Regions from separate parts of the Mus musculus genome. Here region 1 is linked to region 2. A link is a contact called in public HiChIP or PLAC-seq data. All regions are on one chromosome and are shown on one strand. Each heading gives the region's core, a stretch centred on a gene start, on an enhancer-like site or on the middle of the called end of the contact. The rest is flanking DNA. Distances are from core to core; before and after follow the strand shown. Region 1 overlaps Stag1 (stromal antigen 1). Region 2 holds the start of Stag1 (stromal antigen 1).

The links. HiChIP or PLAC-seq counts read pairs in DNA pulled down with a chosen protein or histone mark.
Region 1: a contact with region 2 is called in an H3K27ac HiChIP or PLAC-seq map of microglia, with 7 times the contacts expected there. The contact joins the enhancer-like site here to the promoter of Stag1 in region 2. A contact is called at or near these places in 1 of 15 datasets of contacts at CTCF or cohesin (large pre-B cells), 3 of 484 Hi-C or Micro-C datasets (bone marrow-derived macrophages, nephron progenitors and neutrophils), 14 of 115 datasets of contacts at active chromatin or transcription factors (the SCID.adh cell line, T-cell acute lymphoblastic leukemia, bone marrow-derived macrophages and 11 more) and 3 of 9 other capture datasets (adipose tissue, liver and pancreatic islet).

What each region holds. Positions count from the first base shown.
Region 1 is chr9:100,874,521-100,877,220 of GRCm38.p6, forward strand. All of the region lies in intron 14 of Stag1 (stromal antigen 1), which reads left to right. It also overlaps the pseudogene Gm3081. Among named protein-coding and RNA genes, the nearest start is that of Pccb, 160 kb to the right of the region's middle. Within about 2 kb of position 1,356, at least 1 of the 459 cell types and tissues checked has an H3K27ac peak or open chromatin away from gene starts, as enhancers often do. A contact at or near this core is called in microglia, where this site is marked.
Region 2 is chr9:100,642,158-100,644,857 of GRCm38.p6, forward strand. Stag1 (stromal antigen 1) reads left to right here and starts at 1,291. Exons shown (of 34, transcript NM_009282.4): 1 at 1,291-1,639.

The DNA.
Region 1 (2,700 bases), core at 106-2,605, 230 kb after region 2:
AGCAGTGATTCAAAAATGAGAGAGAGAAAAAGAAAGAAGTGCAAACTTATAGTTTTATTGTATTATGTAACAAGAACTCTATAGAGAGCGTGGAACAGTGGGGGTTTTAATGGATAAGTTTTCTATGAACTACATATTATATATTGAAGATCAATGAAGACGTTTTCTAACAAAGTGGAAGCTGAATACAGTAAAAGAAACAAATGTAGGAAACTTTGGTAACTAAGGTTAAGTTTTGATGCTACATATAACTGATATTTAATCAATTTTTACATTCTTAAAACTGTAGAAGCAGCTGGAGTGTGGTAGTTGCACGCCTTCAATCGCAGCACTTGGGAGGCAGAGGCAGGCGGATTTCTGAGTTCGAGGCCAGCCTGGTCTACAGAGTGAGTTCCAGGACAGCCAGGGCTACACAGAGGAAACCCTGTCTCGAAAAACCAAAAAAAAAAAAAAGAAAAAGAAAAGAAAAAATCCAACCAAACAAACAAAAAAACTGTAGAAGCATAATGTTCTAATTAAATAAGGAAGGAAAATGTACAGCAAACCTGATATTAGAAAAATATATCACAAAAATAAAATAAATTGAATGATAGTATAAGGAAGAATTGTAAAGGGAAGGAACCTGTTATGCTGTCACCCTGTCTAGCCTCTCTGGTTATCCCTGCCTCCTTGCCCTTGCCTCTGGTGCATGTTCTCCCAAGTCATGACGGATTTCTAGTACTTCATAACCAGTTAGAAAGGGATACATTTTTAAATCAAAAGCCAAGCTCACTCAGGTATAGTGGCACAGGCTTTTAATCTCAGCACTGAGGATGCAAAGGCAGGCAAATATCTGGAATTAAGGGCAGCCTGATCTATATAGTGAGTTCTAAGACAGCCAGAGATGTATAGAGACCCTGTCTCAAACCACCACTGTTCCCCCCCCCCATAAAAAGCCAAACTCAAAAAAAGAAGGAAGATATGAAGATAGTGATTGCCACTGACTGTCAAGTAGATGTTAGCTTTCTCTTTCCAGATACAGTGTATGCAGACTGGCACCCTAGAACGGTTGCCTTTATGTACTGAGCTATGCCAAGAGTCACCTAAGCTCGAACATCATGACTGTCCACATATTTGTGAAGATCCACGTCCTGTGATTTGAGTCTTGGCATCCAAGTGGACAAGATAAGAGATTATAAATGCTTGAAGTGCAAAGATCCCTGTGTTCAGAAAATGGCAACAGTCTGTGTGGCAAAATTCCGTGATCTTGATCTGCAGATGGTAGATGAGGGATTTCTCCATTCTCTTTGGGATCTCATAGCAGATCCAGATCCAGTGATGATGACCAATAATACTGTAGCATCATTGTTTGAGATCAGCAACTTCTTCACTCGGAAACAACAGGAAATCCACATGCTTCTCACATCCTTGAATGAGTGCACTGAATGGAGCCAGGTTGTTTGTTTGTTTGTTTGTTTGTTTTTCATCCTTGATAGTCTATAAAATTAGACACCTAAAGATGACCTAGAAACTCAGCATCTGTCAGGAAGTAGCTTCTTGATAACTATGCCAACTCAGCAGTAAAATTCTAAAGAAATTTCTAGAATCGTCACCCAAAGACTGTAACTACCACAATAGGCTATTGGAGAAGTTCTCCCTTTTGCTTGTTACTGCACTGTCTGGAGAACCAAGGATTCTGTCTGTGTTAAAATAGAGAAGTTGCGCATTGTGATTCTTCTTCTATCTCGAGTGCACATTGCTCAGGTTCTGGCAGAACTAAAGAAATACATACCACTGAGATGGATTTGATTTTGTTTCCAAAGCTGTTCAGGCCATTGTGTAATATGACATTGCACTGAGACAGTTAGCAGACTATCTGTGTAAGCACTTTGCTTAATCTAATCCAGACCAAAGTATAAATTAAGTTGTTCAAGAGGCAGTTATTATCATCAGGATCGTATTCTGCAAGTTCTCCAAGTGTAAGCATTTCGCTGCCATTCTCTGTAAGCTGAAACCCTGGATGAGCCCATTATCAAGCAGCTATGAACTGTAGGAGATTATGCTGAAAGAATCTGTAATGCAGTTGAGTTACTAGTGTGCTTTCTGGACGGTTTTCTTGAAAGTACCAAGGTACAGCTGATTCTGCTTATCACTTTAGTGAATCTGTTTACAAAGAAACACGAGTATGCAGGAACTGGTCCAGTAGGTCTTGAGATTGGCCCCAAAGTATTCTGATAATCCTGATCTTGAAAATCAGGGTTTTATTTATTGTCACATTTTTTTTTCTTTCAACTGATCTTGTTGACAGCAACAAGAATTAGTAGTAGCAGCAAAGAAGTAGTCTTCTCCAAGAAACCATTGATCTCAGAGGAAACATACTTCTTTAGGCCAATCCTATTGGATGAACAAATTGGCCACGTAGTTTCCTTGGCATCTGTGACCCATAAACCTCTAAATGCTTTTGCAGAATGGAGTCATGACACCCATTACAAACATGCTCACTTATCATGATTGCACTGATGCAGGTGGCAACCCTGGTTCCATTGCCACTGTAACCAGCTGGAACAGCCTTAGCTCATCCCTTCTCACGATGATGATCTGTGAGGTCTCTTAAATCTTAACCTGGGTCCCCCAGTAAAGGTATCACAATGTCCTGTATGTAACAGGAGCTCTGGTTCTTTTGGGGAAGAGGACTGGATAGTCTGATAGAATAATCCTTCA
Region 2 (2,700 bases), core at 41-2,540:
GAATGGGGGATGGTTAAACTAGGTGAGATTTTTTTGAGATCACGACTACAAACATGTTGATAGAATATCAGCTCTTTATCAGAGTCCCACACATTCGATAGATTAAATTACATATGACTATGGCTTGGAGCCCGCACCGTCTTTTAACAAGGCAAGCTAAAAACAGGCTCTGCAGAGAACACAATAGGAAGTCAATCAGAGGCTAGTAAACGAGATACTTTGCTGAAAGGACTGTCACGAATTCATACCAAAGTTCCTCCAGTGATGTGGAACGCACTTTGCAACCTTTGGGATACATTCCAGAGACAATTGAGGTACTAGCTAGCTAGCCAGCCCTCAAGACTATAAACAAGTTTAACGTTTCTAAGGAGATATTGAAAATGCAGCTGCCTCTGCCAATAAAAAAAAATTGAGTCAGCAATGAGGCTGATGACCTACAAGACCAAGAATTCACTTTTGTAGTGCGGAGTTAATAAGCAGGCGGAAGGTTAGGAGAGCCTTGGTCAAGGACAGCTTAGGTAGAGAGCAGCAGGGAAGGAAGGGGTCAAGATCTACGCCTGGCTATTTCCCTTTCGGCTAGGCTCCATTATTCGCACGTCCATTTGAGAACCACAGAAAGCAGTCCTAGGCTGTGGGAGAATCTGATTGCTCGCAGAGTCTATCTTCACCGTGTAGCTTCTCCTTTCTCACTAACTAGCCAATGCTGCCGCCTTATGCAAAGCTTGCACCTCGGCGAGAACCTGCTTTACAGAGGCAGGACGACGCCAATCGGCCTGGAGCGGTCACTGTTTCCTTTTAGCTCCGCGGCAGGCAGGGGGTTCGTCCCAGTGCTCGAAACCTTTTCAACCTCGTTCTGAAAAAGCGCCTCATCAATAATAATAAACCGCGCGTTCAATTCTAGCTTGGAGACTCCCGCTAACCGGGGAGGGAGCAGGGCTCGGGGGCGCGTTGGCACGGCTCACCCCGATAACGGGCGGGTGTGGGCGGCTGGCAGCCTCAGGGCGGGAGCGGAGCGCGGCCCCCGCCGGGGAGGGGCCTCGGCGGAAGAGCCGGGGGCGGACTTCTTCCAGGCTCTTGGAGAAGCTCTAAAAATGGCGGGCGGCAACCCAGCGAGCGGGTCGCGCAGGCGCCGCGGAGTCCGTCCTTCCGCTCGCCTGGGGCGGCCCAGGAGCTGTCCACAGCGCCCTCGTCCAGACGTCTCCGCGGCTCGCCATTGGCCGAGCGGAGCAGGAGCCTCGCAGAGGGGGGCGGTGCAGCCACGCAAAAGGCCACGTTTCCCGCGCCGCTGCTGCGCGTGCGCGCCCCCCGGAGGCGAGCGATGGCGCGCGGCCCCGTCCGAGGGCCCCTGCTCGCGCCTCAGCTCCCTCCCCTTTCCGGGCAGGCCCGTCCTGTCAGCGGAGCAGTGAGCAGCGCGGCCAGCAGAGGGCGGTCGGGACCCGAGTCTGCAGCGGCGCCATTGGCGTGTGGAAAATGCCACCAGATGGCGGGTTAGGATTGCAGCTCCGTTGAAGGCGCGGCCCCCGCTCCCGAACCCCCGGCGACCACCCCGTAACCACCCCCCCACCTCGGGAATAACACACCGGAGACTTTTGGGGGGAAACTAGGTCGACGGCCGACAGCGCCCGGATGGGCAGCTGAGGTGAGCGCGGGCGGCGGCGGCGGCGGCGGGGGGCGGGAAAGGGGGAAATGCGGCGGCGGCGGCGGCAGCGGCGCGGGGGCTGGAAGCGCCGATCCAAGATGGAGGCCGGGCGAGAGCTTGGGAGCGCGAGCGGCGAGCGGCGGGCGGGCGGGCGGGCCGGCGCGGGCCCCGCGCGGGGGAGGGAGGCCGCGCGGGCCTGTGCGCGGCGCGGCGCGGCGGCTGCAGGCGGGCGGCCGAGCGTCCGGGACCCGCTGTGGGCGCGGCGGGCGCTCCGCTTCCCTCCACCCCTCCCCGCGGGCCGCGAAAACGGTGCCCCCGCCCGCCCGGGCTCCGCGGCGGTAGCGCGGAAGCCTTTGTGGCGCGCTCGGGCCCGCCGCCAAGCCCGCCCTCCGCCCCCCCGCCCGGGCTCTCGGGACTCGCCCGCGCCCGGGCCAGCCTAGGCGGGCTGGCGCGAACGCCTTCCGCCGCCCTGCGTTTCTGCGGTGCTTTGGCGGCGGCGGCGTCACATGACAAGGAGCTCGCTTCTGTCGAGGGTCCTGGGGGTCGCTCAGCCCAGACTGCTGTCCCAGGCCCCTGCTTTGCTGGGGTGGGGTAGGGCTGAGGACCTGGGCCGACGGGACGTCGCAGTCCTGGCTTTCCCGCTATCCGCCGTCCGAGCTCCGGGTGAAACGTGTCCAGGCCGGAGCACTGCCCCGCTAGTTTCCCAATCCCCCGGGAGATGAGGCCAATAAAAGTTGTTTTTCCTCTTCCCTGAAGGTGGGGGGCGGGATGAAGAGCTGGGAAACCCGAGTGCTGGGAGCTGGACTTGGAGGGGTCCGAACCGAGTGCTGTTTGTGTGTAGTAGGGACCACAACATTTTCTGGTTTTCGGATTGTCACGTCACCCGCTTCTGTCTACGTTAGGATTGTTACTGATTCTTTCCACATTGCAGACAGTCGTGTCCTGGGAGTGTTAAGCTCTGGGGTGGTTTTGGAGCCCTATAGACCCCAAATAGTGCAGTTTGTGGTAGCGAGTTATTTGCTGTTGAAGTTGGTGTTAACATGAGGGGCATGTTTATTCTC